4 separate regions of the Mus musculus genome follow, and regions 2, 3 and 4 are each linked to region 1. A link is a contact called in public Hi-C and promoter capture Hi-C data. All regions are on one chromosome and are shown on one strand. Each heading gives the region's core, a stretch centred on a gene start, on an enhancer-like site or on the middle of the called end of the contact. The rest is flanking DNA. Distances are from core to core; before and after follow the strand shown.

Region 1 (4,778 bases), core at 1,495-3,994:
ACCACCGTCTTTTAGTTGCACTTCCTCCTGCACTCTTTCCCTCTTTTCCACCCTGTGATGGTCAAGTGATCCATATTGATTTATCACACTCTAGACTCACTAAAGAGCCAATGAGCATCGATGTGATTGATTACCTGGATTAGTTTAAATAAATTGGAGGATGCACCCTGAAGTTAGCTGAACACCAGCATTCATGGCCTTCTGCTTCCTACATATGAACACAATGTGAGCAGTTTCCTCGAGCTCTTACCATTATAACTTTGCTGCTATGGTGGGAAGAGGATAAATCAGAAGCAGAATTTGTTCAGTAAAGACACGCAACACGCTGCAATCTGCTTCCTTAAGAGGGAGAGATGATAGATAATCAGTCTCTCTCTCTCTCTCTCTCTCTCTCTCTCTCTCTCTCTCTCTCACTCACTCACACACACACACACACACACACACACACACACACACACACACACACACACACGTAATAGAGGGCGATGAAGAGGACCACTATAGGGAAGGAGCACAACTTAGCACATAGTAATATGCATGGTAGTACATAGTGAATACATCATCAGTCCTTTCTGTAATAGGATATGATGAATACTCCATAGGTGCTTCTGAAAATCTCTCCTGTGCTGTCCCCTGAGTTACACAACAATGAAGAGCACCCAGGAATTATAAACCCCAATCTCAGTCAGCCTGGCTTCCGCTTAGCAAAACACATACAAGTCCAAGACACCCTCTGCCTTGGGTATCTTAAGAAGCCTAGCATCCTCTTTTTTAAAAAATATTGTTTGTTTGTTTCTTGTTGGTTTGTGAGGGCTGCATGTGTCACAGTCCAAATATAGAGGTCAGAGAACAACTTTTGGGAGTTAGGTCTTTCTTTCCACCATGGGTTCCAGGGATCAAACTCATATACTAGTTTTACATAATAAGTCCTTTTATGAACAAGGCCAGTGTTTCTTAACCTGGGGGGCGGTGCTGTCAAATGACCCTTTCACTGGGGCCACCTAAGAATATTGGAAACCACAGATATTTACATTATGGTTCATAAAAATTGCAAAATTACAGTTATGGAGTAGCAATAAAAATAATTTTACAGTTGGAGAGTCACCACAACATTAGGAGCTGTATTAAAGGGTCACAGCGTTAAGAAGGCCAAGAACCACTGACTGCAGCCATCTTACCAGCTCACTATGTCTTCTCTTGACTCCAGCCTCTTTGTCCTGACAGTTCTATCCATGTGCCTAGAAGAATTAAAAGTGTGCTACAACGAAATCCTCTCTCTCCCTCCCTCTCCCTCTCTCCCCCTCCCCCTCCCCCTCTCCCTCTGCCCCTCCCCCTCCCTCTCTCCCTCTCTCTCTCTCTCTCTCTCTCTCTCTCTCTCTCTCTCTCTCTCTCTCTGCACATTCTCTCCATGGGCATGTCCTTTTCTTTTACTTTTGTTACTTCAATCACAAGTTCACAGCAACTGCCTTTGCCTTCACTGGTACGCATAAGCCTGGGCCTGCTGACAGTCAAGGATGCTTTGACAATTTCACATATGGACATAATGTAGTCTATGTTCCTCCTCTGTCCTCTCTTTTCTCCCTCTCATCTCCATCAACTCCCTTCCTTCCTACAAGAGGTTTTTCTACCTTTCTGTCCTTTTTGTTTGGTTGGTTTTTGTTTGTCTTGTTTTGTGACCCCCCCATTGAGTTCAATCAGGGCTGTCTGTGTAACTAAGTGGTGGAATTATCTATTAAAATTGGGTGGACTCGTCAATGGCTGCACAACCAAAGACAATGGCTTCCTCTCACTCGGCATCTACCAACAACCAAGAGTTCATCAAAGAAAAGTAGGGGTCCATGGGCCCTTCCACATCCTTGACTAACTGTCAGCGGGCCCAGTCTTTTGCAGTACCAGTGCAGGTAAAGGCAGTTGCTGTGAATTTGTGATTGCAGTAGCTACATCACGTGTAGAAGCATTTCTCAGGCTTTCTCTCTACTTCTGGATTTACATTCTTTCTGTTCCTTCTTTCATGAGGGTGTCTGAGCATTTAGCAGGTGGTATAAGTGTCTTGTTTTAGACTGATCAAACTCCAGTACTTGAATCTAGAGAGATGACTCGTGGTTAAGATATCTACTGTTAAAGCACACACATGGCAGATCACAACTTGCTTTAGTCCCTGGAGATCTGAATGCCTTTTCTGTCTTTCACAGACACCAGGCATAAACATGATGCACATACATATGTTCAGGCACACACTAAAACAAAATAAAATAAAATAAAATAAAATAAAATAAAATAAAATAAAAATAAATCCTAAAAAGTTAAACCTCACACTTCACTTAATAAGTCCCTCTATCATTCAATAAACCAAACTTTATTCATTAAAAACAACAAAATCGTGCAGTTTAGGGGCCAACCACTCTGCAGCCTGTTCTATAATATGCTCACATCATTTCAATACTCAGACTTTTTATAGAGCAGTAGGATAGAAGAATATTGGCCCATACAGCCACATTGAAATGAATACAAACTCAGGCCTATCCTTTCTGGGCTTGGTATAATTTTTCTGAGACTCAGTTTCCATTTCTATAAAATAGAAACCTAATGAGAACATTGGAGAGTCTTTGTGACTGTTGAGTGAGATGGTACATTTGGGGTGTTCAGAGCACATGAAATGAATGAGTCAGTGAACTCCCCTAAATCCACTGCATTAGCACAGCTGCAAGCTCCTCTTCCCGGGACTGGGAAATGGCTTGGGGAAGTGTTCTATCCTCTGCAAGGCCTCAGCTCATCCCACAGCCCATTAAGCTGTGGGGTCAGCAGAGCTGGGCAGTCACATGGCAGGCATTTGATGTCTGCCTTGATTCTTCCCCATATGACCTTCCTTTACCAGACGACTGACCACACATTCTTCCTCAGTGGTCTCAGGAAAGTTTCAAGAGGTCAAGAGCAAACGCCAGCAAGAGCCATTCAAGTTTGGTCTCTGTGACTTGCACAATTTCCCTGTTCATTGTGTGTTGGCACCAAAGGAATTACAGAACATTGCAGAGTCCAGGGATGGGAAAGAGAGCACACTGCCTGATGGATGAGCCATAGTCACATTACCAGGAGATGTACATGTTGATGAAGAAGAAATCCATGCCTACAATTTGAAATTTTGCACGATCATACCAGAAAACACCTCTGTATAGTACTTCTCCATGATGCTACCAAAGTAGCCATTTAGAAGGAAATGGAGGGACTGATTTTGAACCTTAGTTTTAAGATGTTATTATGTAAGTGGCTTCCCAATGGTTAGTTAACCTCTCTGAATGTATGTGATCTGGAAATTTTTACCCTGCTTCCCCATGATAGCAATTCACTGTTGTCAGGGCCTTACTCATCTGCTCATTGTCTTAAAAATGAAAGTGGAAGATAGGACAACTCAGCACTGACACACTGGAACATGCCATTTCTGGATTGTAAAGCCAACCCTTGGCCATGAGGTCACTCCTGCAAGCTTTCTATGGGAAACTAGACCTTGGGAGAAACCCAAGTGTCCCTGTGAATCTTGAGCCACACACTGTGACTCTAGTCACACTGTAAGCCTCACCTGAAAATGTAGATCGAATAAACATCTATTTCCTTGTCTTTTTCAGCCTTACTCTAAGTCATTATCCTCATCTTTTTGATGGTGAAAGGTTATGTGTTGAGCAAAAGGAAGCAAAGTACACAACATGAGACTGGAAACAGAAGAACAGGAAAGTGTTCCCAGGCCACGCAGACATGACCGATGCATGGGTATTCCTCTCCTTGGACATAAACCAAAGAGAAGCAAAACTCTGAAGAACCCAAAGTGTTCCACAGAGGAAGGACCATACGGAGTGTCCCATACTAGAAGCCATCTTGCAGGACCAAAACTGTGGGCGTTCTATCCACTCATTGAGTAAAGACCTCATGATGGCTCTCTGTTGAAGAAATGAAGGGAATGGGAGAGGAAGGCTGGAGAGAGGGAAAGACAGAGTGGGGGGAGAAGGAGGGAGAAGAAGAAGGATGGAAGGAAGGAAGGAAGGAAGGAAGGAAGGAAGGAAGGAAGGGAGGGAGGGAGGGAGGGAGGGAGGGAGGGAGGGAAGAAGGAAGGAAGGAAGGAAGGAAGGAAGGAAGGAAGGAAGGAAGGATAGATGGATGGACAGACAGGTGGATGGATTGATGGACAGATAAATGGACAGACAGATGAATGGATCTCCTGTGTGACCTGCAGAACCAACCACTGAGTTGTGGATAGAAAAAGCAAGGTATCAGGACAAGATTTTATCTCAGAGGATACTTACCTTTCTTTGTCTCTCTTTCTGATCTTCAGCCTAGAGCTTTGGTGGTATAGCCCTTTGTACCAAAAGACTCAGCTTTTCCTATGGAAATATTCCTGCAAACAGACTCTGTTTTTAAATATTTTTTAATTATTGGTGTGTGTGTGTGTGTGTGTGTGTGTGTGTGTGTATGTGTGTGTGTACACTCGAGCATTCCCACCCAGGGAAGCCAGAGGGGGTTGCTTTATTCTTCTACTGTATAGGTCTGAGGGGTCAGACTCAGGTTGTCAGGGTTGGTGCCACATGCCTTTACTCACTAAGCCATATGCCAACCTGAGATAGACTCTCTTACCCACCTCAGCATTCCATCTCTAACCATACTTTGTACTGTCGATATACAGAACAAAAGGTCTTTGCAAGGTGCAGCCGCATTCAGCTTTGCTGGGCTTCTCTGGCATCTTCCATTTCCACCTGCCTGTGGTCGGCTGGGGAGAAAAAGGAGAATCGCAA
Region 2 (4,778 bases), core at 1,391-3,890, 260 kb after region 1:
TCAGTGTTAAAAATTAAAACCTATAAAAAATAAACTCTAAGAATAAGCCAAATAGTCTACTAGATAGGGGTTTTATTTCAGATTTTTCCTGAGATAGTCTCATAAGCCCCTTCACATTGTTGTAAAGAATCTTAGGGAAATATACAATGGGGCCAAGGAGAGAGCTTAGCACAGGCCTGCCAAGTTAAGTTCTCAGGCCTACGTGGTTCCTGAAAGCAGTCCCCTGCCATCCACATGCACAGCTTGACACAAATGTGCCCAACCTACCACTAAATAATGAAAAAACTACTTTTGTAATGTACAACTTTTTGCCTAGATACTAAGATGAAAAAATTTTAAGAAAACCATTTGGTTCCCTAAGAACTATGATAAAGCAAAAGAATATCTACATTTTAAATTTAATTTCTATTTATCTGGAAGTACAGCTAAATAATCAATACTTTCTATGTGAGCTATATTTAATACAGCTTTGATGGTGGTGATGGTGGTAGGTTTTTGAGAAAGGGTTACTCTGTGTACCCTGGCTGCCCTGGAACTCACTCTGTAGACCAGGCTGGCCTCAACCTCACCTGTTTCTGAGATTCACCTGTTTCTGCCTCTGAAGCACCGGGAGTAAAAGGGTAACCACTCCTGGTTAATATAGCTATTATCTCTGACAATGCTGTGGAAAAAATTTACCACATTATAAGTAGGTAAGCATACATCTCTGCTTATAATAATGGGAAACTTAACATCTAGTCAAACTGTTACTTAAATTGAAACTGGATCAACAGTTCTGAGGCAAGTAAGTAGCCCTGCTTTCATCTGCTTTAACCTTATTTTACTCTCCATTATACAACACCAGAAATAAGAACCTGAAGGAAGCCAGGCATGGTGGCGCACGCCTTGAATCCCAGCACTCGGGAGGCAGAGGCAGAGGCAGGTGGATTTCTGAGTTCGAGGCCAGCCTGGTCTACAGAGTGAGTTCCAGGACAGCCAGGGTTACACAGAGAAACCCTGTCTCAAAAAAAAAAAGAACCTGAAGGAGAAGTAACTTGGAAAATATCCTCCACAAAGGTTCGCAATGATTATAATTATCTTTATAGCTTCATTTCAGTCTATCACCTAAAATCACCTATTCTAGTCATTCTCCAAAAACTGTCCTCTTCCACCACCATCTTTGTATTTAGAAGTTATCGACCAAGTTTTCCTTCCTTTCCAGTCAGTCATATCCCACAACTACATACAACCCAAAACAGTCTGTTGCTCAATGACACAAGTACTGACCGTATTATCTAACACTTCTAAGTCATTTTAACCTTTGTGCTTGATAGAAATCTATAAAGTATGGGCAACCGAGTTACATTTCAATTTTCTTTACTTTGTTAATTTTCTGATTAAGAATGTTTTGGTCATTCAAACTAGACAGGAAGCTTCTGCAAACAAGAACTACTTCTCATTGTATTTAGATTTTCTTTAGTACGTAGTTCATGGTATCCACTAAAATGATTAAAAACTGGAGGGCCTACTATATTCCAGACATCATTTTTGAACTTTACAGAACTCTAGTTTACTAGTGGCAAAGTAGCATAGGAATTTAGAACACAGGATCTGAAGCTGTAAGACCTAGCTTTAGACACTGGACATAAAAGTTTTAATTAATTGTAATAAATTGGGGAAGTCTGAGAGCAACTTGCAGGAACTGAATTTTCTCTTTTTACCAGGACAGTTCTTAGGGATTCAGGTCCTCAGGTTCGGCAGCTTTGACCCACTAAGCCATTTCCCAGGCCCTGAATTCTGAATACATAATCTGTTCTTTCAGCAGTGACTCTGAGAATATCTCTTAAGCTATGTCGTCACCTGGGGAGAAACAGCGTGCACCATTATTTAGCTGACAGGTTGTTGCATTATAGGGTCCCCAGAACTTAGAAATATGATAGATTATGAATTATTATTTCTTCCCTTTGGAAGGTTCCCCCCTCAGGCCGTAGCGACTGCGTATGGCCTGGAACCAGTTATCACAACTGAAAAGTATCTTTAGTCCAACTGCTCGGGGTCAGGAGTGTGTCTGATTTCTAGGTATTGACACATACATCAGGTAGGGGACTCCATTCTAAATACAACTCACGTATACTTAAAATATACATTAGCTACATAACCAGACGGTTAACTGTAGATACTATTTTCTGAGCAGGAATGAATTTAAAAAAAAAAAAAAAGTTTCATGATGAGGATGTTATTTTAGGCGTCAAGTTCAGATGCTGGAGCATTTCTGATTTTCGGAGAAAATTCACCTGTGTTAGTATTGCCGAAAGCACGAAACTCAAAATGAGTACATTTAGGTGGCAAACCAGCTACAGCATTCCCAGCAGTCCTAGCGGGGGGTAGCTGTGGCTGACTGACCCCAAACCGTCACGCCCAACGGCGTCCCTCAGCCCCAGCCGCCGTCTGGCCGCGGGCTTCCCAAGGCCACCCTCTCCGACAACCCGAGGCCAAGAACGGACAGAAGAAAACAAAACCAAAGTACACCCGGCATGGCAACCACAGCCTCCGCCCGCCGGCTTAGCGGCGAACAGCAGCCTACCGGGGCCCACCTGTGCTCCCTGCCGGGACCGCAGCCACCGAAAAGCGCGCCTTTCGAAGTGCGCCTGCGCGAAGTGACGGCTCGGCCCGCGTTGCGCATGCGTGTAGAGTAAGGGCGGCTGAGCGCGCGCTGCACGCAGCGTGAGGGCGGAGTCTCGGAAGGCCTGAGGTCACCGCCCAGGCCTTAACGCGGGAATTTGGGTTTCCGGCCCGCGCTCTATGAGGGAGATTTAGCCCGCGCGGTGGCGATAAATCTAAGCAAACCCTTGGCTTCCCGTTCACTGCAGCCTTAATATGTTCTTTTTGCCGAGCTAGGTGCTGCAAAGGCACCTAGGCAGAGGCAGTGAGAGAGGAAAGAAAGCTCAGGAGTGTAGAGAGCACGAGTCCCCTGGGAGGGCGAAAGCGGCCCGGGAGGGGGAAGGGGAGGTGTAGCCTCCGGGCCGCCACTCCAGAGCCTGCCCGCCCCGGCGCCCTCCGGCCTTAACCAGTTCAGCAGCAGCTATCAAATAGTGAGACTCGAATACAGGAAGGTTTAGCAAAGGCTACAGCCAGCATTAGACGGAATACCGAGATTACCGAAGTAGTAGCTGGCAGGGGTCCAGTAAGAACTGAAGAGCTTTTTTTTTTTTTTTTTTTTAAAAAAACTAATCGTAGGTAGCTAAAACATGGACAGTCCTGGAGTCACCGAGGGAACTTTCCCCTCATAGCTTTGGGCCCCACCTCACCCCACCCCCACCTCTCTATTACCAACCAAGACGGCTTGCAATTTGGGGAGAGGTCACCAAGGGTTAGGTTCTTAATTGTTTGTATAGGCATAACAAGCCATTGGGTCAGGCTCCAAGCAGTCGGGAGCTGATTGTCAGAGAGGGGAGAGGAGGGGGGCTGTGCTGGGTTGTTGGGTGGTTTTTTTTTTTTTTTTTTTGGTTTCTTTGTCTACAACCCTCATCGCTAAGCCTGCCTGTTTTCACTGGGAAAACTGTACTTTTCTTTTATTCATCCTATCTCCTTCAAATACTGACCAACACTCCTAACCCTGCTTGCTCTACGGCTCTGGGCATTTTTAATCAGGCTGAAGACCTTCCTTACCCATGCAGCCATTCCCAGGCCTGCATTGTTGAGCCTGCCTGCCTTTCTGACCTTTAACTCCAAAAGCATGGTCTCTTTTCCCCTTATCCGTCTGCCTCCTCCAGAGGCTGCCAACATGTCTAGCTTGTCTTATTTTTCCCCTAAATTCAAAATTGCCTTTCGGTTTCCTACTGAGTCTGGGTTTTGTTTTGTTTTAATTATTTTTTTATAAGACCAGGAATCCTGCAAAAAGCAACATTATTCTCTGGCGTCCGTCTTTTTTAAATTGGCTTTGTTAGGCTCACAACCCAGTGTCTACTGTGGAAGAGTTTAAGGCTTAAGCTATGCAAGTAGTAAACTTGCTGACCGAGAACACAAACTGCTTTTGATAGACTCTATTTTCATGGTCAGAAGTTATTGGACCTGCAAGAAAGAAATTGCCACCTAAGCAGACAGAACTGGTCCTTGGTGGGAGAGCTTCTTCTTGTTTATGTATTTATGAGTTTATAACCATAATCTCAGACAATGCTTGTTACAGTTCAGCTGGCTAATTTGTTTTGATCAGAGAAAATAAAATGATCCCAAATAATATGCATCCTCTGCCAGAAAAATTGTGTTTGTAAGCTAGCAAGATGTCTCAGGTAAAGGTATTTATTTCCTGTGCAACCTTGGTGGCCTTAGTGTGGCTTCCAGAACCCACGAAAAAGTGGAAGGATTCAAAACAACTCCACACAGTTGTCCTTTGACTTCTAGGCACATGTCCTTTCCCCACAAACACACAATAATAAGTGTTTATAAAACTGTGTTTGGCCGGGCATGGTGGCACACGCCTTTAATCCCAGCACTCGGGAGGCAGAGGCAGGCAGATTTCTGAGTTCGAGGCCAGAGGTCTACAAAGTGAGTTCCAGGACAGCCAGGGAAACCCTGTCTCAGGGAAGAAAAAAAAAAACTATGTTTGTAAGCAATGTGAGAAGTGGGCTGTTGTAGAGATAGGAAAGAAGATGGGACAAAATTAAATCTGTCTCTTTTTCTGAGATTCCCCGAGTACAGTTGGATCCTGAAATCCACTTCAAACATGCCTTGGTGAAAGAGGACCCGTGAAGATTGGAGATGTAGCCAGCCATTCCTCGGATATACAGTCTAACATGAAT
Region 3 (4,778 bases), core at 1,365-3,864, 210 kb after region 1:
TGCAGGAGACAAACTTGTATCTTCTTCACTTATGGGCAGGGAGAGTTGGTATAGAAAAGCAGATGGAATGAGCTAACCTGTATGTCTGTGTTTACCTTAATGGCTGCTCGGCTTCCTACCCTGTGTGATTGCTGTGTGGTCATTAGACATGTGCTGTGTGGTTGGGGACTGCTCCCTATAGAGTTGTGACTTTAGACCCTTTGTTCATTTCTGGACCAGATGATATTTGGTTCTCATTGTTGTTGTTAAATTTGGTTAAGGCAATCTTGACAAAGACCCTCCAAAGTAACACAGTTAATTCACTGTGGTCCAACCTTGTGTGGTAGACAGCAGCTTGTTATTTTGGTCTTAGGGATAATGTGGGTTGAACAGGTGGAGGATGGGGTCCTAGCAGGTGGCTAGTCATTGGCATTGCTGTAGCTGGTTCTGCCAGGGGCTGCAGGATGAGAAATCGGCTCTTATTGGCACTTGACAAATGTGCAGTTAACACTGAATACAGCAAGATCTTGAAGTGCAAGCATTTCTAAACTAGCCTCTCTAACTGTCTTTGACTTTAGTCATTAAGGAAGAAACTAACCACAACGAGATGGCAGAAGACCTGTGCAAGATAGGAGCAGAGAGGTCCCTTGTCCTGGACAGGCTGGCAAGCAATGTCGCCAAACGTAAGAGCTCTATGCCTCAGAAATTTCTTGGTAAGAGTTAAATGTTTGCTGTCTCTTAACCTAGAATTATGTGGGTGTTCTAGACAAAAATTATTTGAAAGTAGAAGAAAACAAAAAAAAATCTCCCTTTTGGAAAAAAAAGCTTATTATTTCTTAAATACTGTAAATTTTTTCTAATAATATTATTCAAACTGATAGACCTTTTACCAGGAATTAGATAGGGTGTCATAGCATTTGGAGCCTTTGGTATGATGTTTCTGTGGCTGCTCTGACATGGTTACATCAACTCTTTCTCCCCTCCAAGGACAGTGAGGGCTAATAAGAACCAAACAGAAATGAGCCCCCTCAGAAGACAGCGGAAGGGTACAGCTAGACTTGCTGTTCTGATCACTGAATCCTTACCTATGCGGAATAATGCAGAGGGAATGAGTTGTTCATGAGGCACTGTTGCCTGCCAGCTAAGGCGGACCACTGTAAGGACAAGGAAGTAGCTGAGACAGATGCCTGAATGGCATCACTAGCCTCAAAGGCAAGCTTTAGGTCAGAACAGAGATGCTCGTAAACTCTATGGGGGCAACATGGGGGAAATGACCCAACCTTCCCAAGCCTGGGTTCCATTCTTTATGTGTCTCATAAGGCAACCGGAAGCATAAAATGCCCCCACAGATATAAAAAAATTTTAGAAGCCCTCAGTAGGAAGATCAGCTACTATCATTGTCAAGAAAAGAAACCTTATGTCCAAGAAAGAAAAAATAAGGTGTTTGAGAAGCTGAGGTGGACTTTGAGAAAGGGGCAGGACCTCAGCAGCATGCCATACAGTGAAGGGGTCATGGAGTCTAGGCAGACAAGGAAAATTACTTTGCTGGTGTTGGGATCTAGAGCAGGACTAGTGGGTATTTCCCAGCTTTGCGCAAGTACTCACTGGAAAGCAGTGAGTAAAGCTGTCCCATGATGCTCTGACTATAACAGTACTGGTCATTGAGGGCCAAACTGGGCAGCATCATCTCATTTGGAATCACAGAGAAAGCAGGGGTATGCTCCCAATGGGAGCAGAAGCTGAGCACATAAAGATGACATGGGTCAAAATTATCTGGACATGGGAGATGGCAGGAGAATGGGGAGTAATTGAAAGAATGCTTTGGTGTAGAAGGAATGGAGGTCACGGTAGGGCTGGTGAAGGAAACTGTGACTTCCCTTGCTTAGTGTGCCATTTGCAGAAAAGACAAAGCCACGTCTGGAAAATAAGAGTTCAGGGTTTGATGTAATTGCTTTTAAGAATGCTACCCTGGTAAGGCTACCCCATGGAAGCTGTGCTACAAAGGATGTGCAAATAAAACGTTGGTGACGGGGGCTGGTGAGATGGCTCAGTGGGTAAGAGCACCCGACTGCTCTTCCGAAGGTCTGGAGTTCAAATCCCAGCAACCACATGGTGGCTCACAACCACCCGTAATGAGATCTGATGCCCTCTTCTGGTGCGTCTGAAGACAGCTACAGTGTACTTACATATAATAAATAAATAAATCTTTAAAAAAAAAAAAAAAAACGTTGGTGACACACACACACCTTTACAGAGCACCTACACTGAGGCAGAAAGACAGAGGTCAGGTTCTAGGAGTTGATAAGAAGGAGGGGAAGAAAGACCACTAGAAAACAAAACAGAAACCACTTATTAGAAATATTGTTCATAGACTTGTCTCTCTGTGTATGAGCTTTTGAACCAAAAGAATGAAGGAGACTTCATATCCTGATCAAAGAAAGAGGCAATCTTGGTCAAGGAGCCAGCTCTTGGATGGCTGGGGCTTTAGAAAGTATGAGGTGCAGGGCCCTATCTTCTCCCTGAGGAGTGCACAGAAGACAGGGACCATGATGAACTATCTGGGAGACTGGCAGAGATGAAGCAGCAAATGTGTTCAAGGGTTGTGAAGAGTAACTGACCTCAGGAGGCAGGGTGTGACTTCCTCTTTCCAATTAGGAACCTGAAGAGTGCCACATGCCTTAGTAATGAGCATCGGCAGTGCCCTGAAGCTTCAGGAGACTTCCAGCCAAACAGAGCATCTGAAACTTTGTCATGGCTCTCCTGGGTGAATGGGCATTGTCTTGATTCACACGCTCTATGTGAAAGGGATCTACAAAACTAGTGAAGCAATGCTGAGAGGGGAAAGCGATCTCCAGGGGAGAGGTTAAACACAAGAGGAAGTGGCCTTGTGGGAACAGGAGGACCAGGATAGCAGAAGTGAAGTGTGCAAGGAAGGGCTCCCAGCAGCTGTGCTCTGTTGGTGTCCCCCAGAGGTGGTTGGCAGTTCACACACTAACCAGTGCCTCTTCCTGCTCTCGTGTCTGCCTTCCTCTCAGTGCTACATGACGACATTCCTGTCCACCCTTCCTACTGTGTCACAGTTTTCTCCCTAAAATGAAGAGAATTGGACCTCAAAGGCTGCTCCCCACATTTAGGATGATATCGTTTTGTGTACTTGAGATGATAGATAAATAGATAGTAAGAGTTTTGATAGAACTATTTCATGTTTTTTCAGAAAACCAAATGCAACATCCAGAAATTACCAGTATTAAATTAGAAGAACATCATTGTAAATATCTTCCTGCCATATATATTTCAGTGGACAGGATTAATAATAGGTGGACTACAAATAGAGATGTGGAGGAAAGGCCTTTAAGTTCCTGAATGCGCCACCTCAGAAAGATTGCAGCTGCTCTTCCCTGGGCTGGAGGTGTTGCCTGGCTTCCCCTCTTCCCGTGTATTGATTGAAAATCAGTTCACAGTGGCCACAGCATATTCAACATGTCCTAGGAGATAAAGGCTCCTCAATGCACAGTCATTCCCAACAGGACTTGACTTTTTTAAAAGGATGACTATCAGGGAAAAAAAATTATTCTAAAAATTACTTTAAAAACAATCATTTTTATTGCTTTTATTTTTACATTGTACATTTCTATTCATATTCTATGCAGAAATCATTATTCTTATATAATTTAGATATTCATCACTATATATTTTAACAGGTTACAGAATCAGACCCTGGTCTCTTAGGCTCATTTTCGTTTATTTTGATCAATCCCTTCATTGAATACACTTTACATTCAAGCACCCTTGTAGACATTCCATCTCCATCTCTGCTTTGAGTTTGAGGATGTCACCTGTCACCTCTCTACAGTAACCCCAGGAGTACGTAGCCTCTGGCCACTCTTCCTTCTCTGACATTGGCAGATTTTTCTTTGTTGAATTATGTGGGTGCCAAGTACAACCTGACTTTCTTTTCTTTGATATTACTTTTCTCCCAAAATATGTAGTGTTCTTTCCTTGGGCCTAAGTCAACCATCATCAGTAAGAAGCTCTTTGGTGTTTTACAGTCTACATGAAATGTAGCCTTTAAGAGTGAGAGGCTCCTTTCTTCCTCCTTGTCTTTTGGAAACATTCCTTTACATAAGTACCAATTGTTCTATCTAACATGACTTCTATTCAAGAGTGCTGGTTTTCCATAGACTGGATAAATTGTCTCCCATGTCTGTTAGCATTTTGCTATTTTAATTTCTTTATTTTTTTAAGTTTACTTACTGTTATTTTATATTTTTCCTGATTTAATTGAGTTCCTAGCAATGTTTATTCTAGTGTTTGCTATTTTTAACTCATGTATTGAGTATGTATTGAATTGGATTTGGTTTTAATTCCTGAGATCTAAAATCTCCCTTTATTCTGGGTTGTTTTTTTTTTTTTTTTTTTTTTTTTTTTTTTTTTTTTTAGTATTGTCTTTGAATAGCTTCAAAATCTGACTGCTTGCATATTCTAAAAACTAAAATAGCTAAAACTTGAAAAAAAAATTTTACCCCATGTCATGAAGTAATTATGCTTCATTGCTCCTCTTCCTGGAATTAAGTTTCTTTTTCCCCTAGGATGGACTTTCTGGTTTGTCTTACTTCCCTTCTTGCCAAAAAAATATTTTCCCTGTAACCATGGCATTTCTTTTCATCCTGCTCATTCTACTTGGTCTAATGAGGCTTGACTGACATTTCAACATTCTTCCCATTGTACCTGAGACTTTTCCTATGAGAACTATAAGTTTTTTAAATCCTGAAAGAATGCCAAGGATGGTGTTGGGGGAG
Region 4 (4,778 bases), core at 1,109-3,608, 160 kb after region 1:
TGACTGCCATCTCTGCACCTAGGAGATGAGGGGTTCGCCTTACCTAAGCAATACATGCACATTATACTCTGACATGGAGTTCACCCCAGCCAATATCCATGATGTTGTTAATGGCATAATATTAATGTCAATAACTCGTGTTGTGCCAATGACAAAAATTACATATCATCTCAGTTGGGCAGCCCTTTGCCTGAGATTCCATTTGCAAGTGACATGGGGCAGAAGCCTGGACACTAAGCCTGACATGAAATCACACCCTGGGTCCCAGAGAGGACAACTCCAGGTCTCTGAAAGAACTTCACTACCTTCCTGTCTGAACCATCAACTAGAACTCCTGGGCATAAGAGGCCTAAGCCAGCTCTGCCAGGCCCTGGCAGAGAGAGAATGGAGACAAATAAGCTAATGTATGGTTGGGAAGAACATGGCTTTCCACTTTGGGCTAGCCTCTTCCTGTACATAAAGGTCACTCTACAACCCACTTAGTGCCTTGTATTTGTAGACTGCTGACCATGAAATCCTGAAATTTCTTTAGTATCTGACCCAAAACAGAACCACTTACATGCAAAGCACAACCCTGCCCCAACCCGTGCTGAATTCATTTTAGTATTTGTGTACATGTTGTTTGGTCAGCTCCCAGCTTTGTTTAGGATGTCTGGACCTCAGAGATAGAAACTCATCCCAGAAACCTTTAGTGGATAAGATGGACTCCCACTGCCTTGGAAACCTTGACAACTAAAGAAAGCTGTAGTGCCTGTGTTACAACGACACAACGATAAACTCACAAGAATATGAGGTTTTTGTAGAGAATATATTCAAAGAATAAATAGTGTGTCCTAACTGGGCTGAGGATTGGGGTTCACGAGGGGTTCAGATTCATGGAGTAGCTGGTATGCTCAGGAGTATGAGAGGGAGCCAGGCCTATTTTAACTGTAGAATGAGTTGAGCAAAGAGGGAAGAATGCTTAAAAGCAAAAGAGTAGAGGCACAAGAGGACCCCAGCATCTTGATCTGGGGTGTGAGCAGTGGTGCAGGCAAGGGGCCAGGTGATAGCTCCAGCTGCTTTACATAGTAGAGTTTGTTCTCACGATAGCAACTGTTAGGAGTCTTGGTCTCAGAGAAGGGTATTTGAACCTGTGCCAAGCAGTGTGAGTAAGGAGAAGTCAGGGAGAGATGGGGTTTGTCTACTGTCTTGGTATAGGTCCATGGGTATAGTGACCAACTACAGTGATTGTGGCAACAATGATAGTAATCCAGCGCTGATTAGCATAGAATCATGATAATTCTGATCCAGGGAATTGGCTGGAATGTAGGGATGGAAGAGGCAGATGTTCCATCTATGCATAGAGTCAGCTAGGTGAGACAAGAGAGGGAACCCTTGGAGGAACACTAGCCTTTAACTGTAGAGAAGAGGGGTAGAGGGGAGGAGACAGTCCTGCAGTTCAGATGAAATTTCTCAGAAGAATTATAGGATGGAAGCCACAGAAAACACATGGGACAAAAGTGAGAAAGGTCAAAGAGAACTTAGTGAGTGCCCTTAGTGAGGAGAATTTGGGCCAGTTGTGCATTTCCCAAAAGTAGCTCAACGAGTTGCAGGCAGAAACCAGACTGCCACGGAAACCAGACTGATGATCAGGGAATGGGAGGGTAGCCATGAGGGAGGATGGACAAGTCAGATGGCATGGGAACATGAGCTGAGAGTTGCTGGCTGAAGGGGAGATTTCCAGGCTGATACTTTAGGATGAGAATAGTTAAGAAGTAGGAAGGAGGCCAGGCGTGGTGACACATGCCTTTAACTGCAGAAGCTGGAGGATCTCTCAGTTGGAGGCCAGCCTGGCCTACAGAGGGATTTCCAGGACAGCCGGGGCTACACAGAGAAACCCTGTCAAAAACTAAAATTACGGGAAATAGGAAGGACTGGAGAAAAATAGACTAAGCTAAGAAGAAACCTGGGAAGCAAGCAGGGTGGTTCTCCCTCTCTTTGGGTCTCTCTTCAGAAAGATTGGCCCAAAACAGAGCTTCCTGGACCCTTTAGCTTTTTTCTCCATCTTCACACCTCATCCCACAGATAGAATTGGCCTGGATTCTCTCCCTGAGGGGTCCTCAGCACGTTTTCCCCTAGGGTAGAGCAGTGTCCCAGCAGTATGGATGGAATGATGGTGTTGCCTTATTGGGGATGAGAAAGGGAGAGGAGCTATCAAGCAAGAGTTTTCTAAGAGGAAACATGGCAAGATCTGATGCTCAGCACCTCACTGTTTTAGGATACTGATTCACAGTAGCACAGCTGTTGTTCAGGGCAGGGATACAGAGCCTTTGTGGGAGGCTGTCCCTGCCACACTGACCAGTAGTGCTACCCCACCCAGGTCTCTGTGATACCCACATGTCCCCATACAGCTCCCAGGTGAGAAGCTGACTCAGATGTCAGCCACACTTCCCTCAGCGTTCCCACACTCGAGAGCTTTCGAGTTCACACAGGACATCTTCAGCTGCCTAAGACTTTTATTGTGGTCAGTAATGTTCCAGAACCCAACATAGAAATTAAAAGTATACTATAGAGAATTTGGACCAAAAAAGATGCCCAAGCCCCACTCTCAAATGTGCAGCCCTTCTTCCGGCTTTTTTTCTCTTTGTGTCTCCAAAAATACAGGTTAACTGTGCAAAGCGGTTTGTTTCTGTAAATAAAACCCAGCATTAATCTTATCTTCACTGTACTCTGACCACTGAAATTCAAAAATCGCATTGTGCTCCCTTCATTTACTGAGAGAAACAAAGAGGAGTCCAAGATTAAAAGGCCCTGGAACAGATAGACAAACGCTACTTTCTGTTTCTGGGTTTGGTCCCAGTGTTATTTTCTGCTTTGTTCTCTGTGTGTTGAAAGAGTCAGTGGCTCTTCTGTATGTAGAGCAGTCAACTGACATTCCGTTAACTTTCCTTCTGCATGGGGTTTCAGAAAGAAATGGAAAAAAAAAAAAACAGGTTTTGTGCTGTGGTTGCCAGTTGCCACCTGTCCTCCTATCTGGTTAGGACATTTTTCTGATTTGGGAAGTATAAATATAACCCAGAAAAAAAAAAAAAAAACAGCTTCCCTTCCTTTTATGCAAAAGTAGAAAGGTTTAAGTAGAGACACCAGGCTCTACCCATCACCCTTCAAGTTTGCACAGAAGCAGCTAAGCCCTGTGCAGATGCCTGCTGGGGGAGGGGAAGTGAGAAGCGTCCCTCCTCAGGCCCTGAGTGGTTGAGTTCCAGCTTCTGACCTCTACCAGAGGAGCTCAACAGAGCACAGATCTGCTCAGAATCTCAAACCTTTTGTTGGGCTTTATTTATTTATTTATTTATTTATTTATTTATTTATCTATCTATTTATTTATTTTGATATGAGAAACTTAGAAATAATTCAAAATGTATGCTCAGTTGGCAGGGAGTCAGCTGACCTCAATAGATCCATTCATGCTGCCAGACTGTTAATGAACAGCTTGAAGACCACCATGGTTCGAAGTATTGACACCACAGATACTTGGCCAATGCTACAAGTTAGGGCTTTTTTCGTTTTGTTTTAATTTGGTTTGGGATTTGAGAGCTGGCTTGATACAATTTTCATATCATGACACGGAAGTGTGGGGGGGTATTTTTTGGATAGCTATTTGTGCAGTAAAGGCCAATAATTGGCTCCCAGTGGCTCTCTGCCATTGGTATCACAAATGAGGCCTCCTGCAGCAACTGCCCTCTCCCTTGTCATGAAGAGAGAGGACTTGTGTTGAATCTGTCAGCTATGTTCCACCAGGATGGCAATAGACATCATGAGGTGACTCCCCTCGCTGCTCCCTGAACCCATGGTGACAATTTCTCAGTAAGACTTAGCAATATGCAAATGTGGAAGAGAATGATCAAAAGTTCACCTTACCATGGAGGGACCCCAGACTCTTGGAGGCCCTGAAGCACCCCACTTGCTGGAACGCACTTCTGTGGTAAAAAAGCCATTCATGCTACCTCTGTTAGGAGCAAGGTCAAGGCAGGCATCTCTGGCACAGGACTGGGGTGTGTCATTGGAAGGCTGGCTGCCAGGAGAGTACTTCCCCTACAGGGGATGTGGCTGCAGGCTGTCGATTTCCACTGAAGTCACCAAGCCAGGATTCCAGTGAAGCACTGAACGTCCAGCATCTTCCCCATCCAGCAGGGTATGAGGTGTGATCATGTGATCCATGGATGGCATCCAGGCTGACTCCTGCTGCCTGGCAGGGCCCAGGCAATTGTGGACATTGACTTTTTCCAAATGAGAGACCGTTACCCTAGAAGTGAAACCCTGCTGAAATGAGAAAAAGGCTTTTATTACAGCCCTGCAGGCAGCCATATGATTATTGTTATTATTATTCTTAGAACCTGGCAAATGCTGAGTGCTTTCACAGTGTCTCCACACTCCACTTGAACTTGGTGGCAATAAAAATAAGAATCAGCAGTGACCCCGGAGCATTTCTCTTGGCTTCTGTTGGCACCCCAATGTGTAATAATGACAATTAAGTATTGCCTGGTGTAGTGACCACTTGTTTGAGCCTAGTATGACAGTTGGAACTGCCTTCAGTGAGATCAGGGCTGGGGAGAGAAGGCTGACTTAAGTGCAGGCAGGGGTTTAAATCCTAAGTCCTAAGAAGATGATGCTGGCTTGCCGTAAAGCCATGTGTGTTTCCTTACAGTTTTGGAAGACTGTTACTTCTCCGTGGGTGTTTAGCCTAGACTTTGCACCTGTTGCGGGTTTGCGTTTCTCTGTGTGTTTCTTGTATTTCACTA

The links. Promoter capture Hi-C pulls out the DNA fragments that hold promoters and counts their contacts. A called contact is a pair of places that touch in the nucleus more often than the background predicts.
Region 2: a promoter capture Hi-C map of macrophages shows a contact between it and region 1, with 10 read pairs. The contact joins the promoter of Fignl1 here to the enhancer-like site in region 1. A contact is called at or near these places in 18 of 39 promoter capture datasets (the 3T3-L1 cell line, 3T3-L1-derived adipocytes, the C10 cell line and 13 more), 24 of 484 Hi-C or Micro-C datasets (B cells, CD8 T cells, the CH12 cell line and 12 more), 5 of 115 datasets of contacts at active chromatin or transcription factors (the 230-238 cell line, astrocytes, bone marrow-derived macrophages and 2 more) and 5 of 9 other capture datasets (adipose tissue, embryonic stem cells, liver and 2 more).
Region 3: a Hi-C map of bone marrow-derived macrophages shows a contact between it and region 1, with 37 read pairs. The contact joins two enhancer-like sites. A contact is called at or near these places in 10 of 39 promoter capture datasets (the C10 cell line, the HPC-7 cell line, cranial neural crest and 7 more), 2 of 15 datasets of contacts at CTCF or cohesin (CD8 T cells and large pre-B cells), 14 of 484 Hi-C or Micro-C datasets (CD8 T cells, Kupffer cells, bone marrow-derived macrophages and 10 more), 15 of 115 datasets of contacts at active chromatin or transcription factors (the 230-238 cell line, CD8 T cells, T-cell acute lymphoblastic leukemia and 11 more) and 1 of 9 other capture datasets (embryonic tail).
Region 4: a Hi-C map of bone marrow-derived macrophages shows a contact between it and region 1, with 40 read pairs. The contact joins two enhancer-like sites. A contact is called at or near these places in 8 of 39 promoter capture datasets (3T3-L1-derived adipocytes, the C10 cell line, the HPC-7 cell line and 5 more), 2 of 15 datasets of contacts at CTCF or cohesin (CD8 T cells and large pre-B cells), 7 of 484 Hi-C or Micro-C datasets (CD8 T cells, bone marrow-derived dendritic cells, bone marrow-derived macrophages and 3 more) and 9 of 115 datasets of contacts at active chromatin or transcription factors (the 230-238 cell line, CD8 T cells, the HPC-7 cell line and 5 more).

The regions. Positions count from the first base shown.
Region 1 is chr11:11,550,922-11,555,699 of GRCm38.p6, forward strand. It overlaps Gm29945 (a long non-coding RNA gene), which reads right to left. Exons shown (of 3, transcript XR_381043.3): 2 at 4,625-4,753; 3 at 1,177-1,238. Among named protein-coding and RNA genes, the nearest start is that of Gm11998, 4.1 kb to the right of the region's middle. Within about 2 kb of position 2,745, at least 6 of the 459 cell types and tissues checked have an H3K27ac peak or open chromatin away from gene starts, as enhancers often do. A contact at or near this core is called in bone marrow-derived macrophages, macrophages and pro-B cells, where this site is marked.
Region 2 is chr11:11,806,322-11,811,099 of GRCm38.p6, forward strand. It overlaps Fignl1 (fidgetin-like 1), which reads right to left and starts at 2,641. Exons shown (of 3, transcript NM_021891.3): 1 at 2,574-2,641.
Region 3 is chr11:11,760,662-11,765,439 of GRCm38.p6, forward strand. Ikzf1 (IKAROS family zinc finger 1) reads left to right here. Exons shown (of 8, transcript NM_001025597.2): 7 at 558-692. Among named protein-coding and RNA genes, the nearest start is that of Fignl1, 46 kb to the right of the region's middle. Within about 2 kb of position 2,615, at least 62 of the 459 cell types and tissues checked have an H3K27ac peak or open chromatin away from gene starts, as enhancers often do. A contact at or near this core is called in bone marrow-derived macrophages and pro-B cells, where this site is marked.
Region 4 is chr11:11,713,778-11,718,555 of GRCm38.p6, forward strand. All of the region lies in intron 3 of Ikzf1 (IKAROS family zinc finger 1), which reads left to right. Among named protein-coding and RNA genes, the nearest start is that of Ikzf1, 30 kb to the left of the region's middle. Within about 2 kb of position 2,359, at least 37 of the 459 cell types and tissues checked have an H3K27ac peak or open chromatin away from gene starts, as enhancers often do. A contact at or near this core is called in bone marrow-derived macrophages, where this site is marked.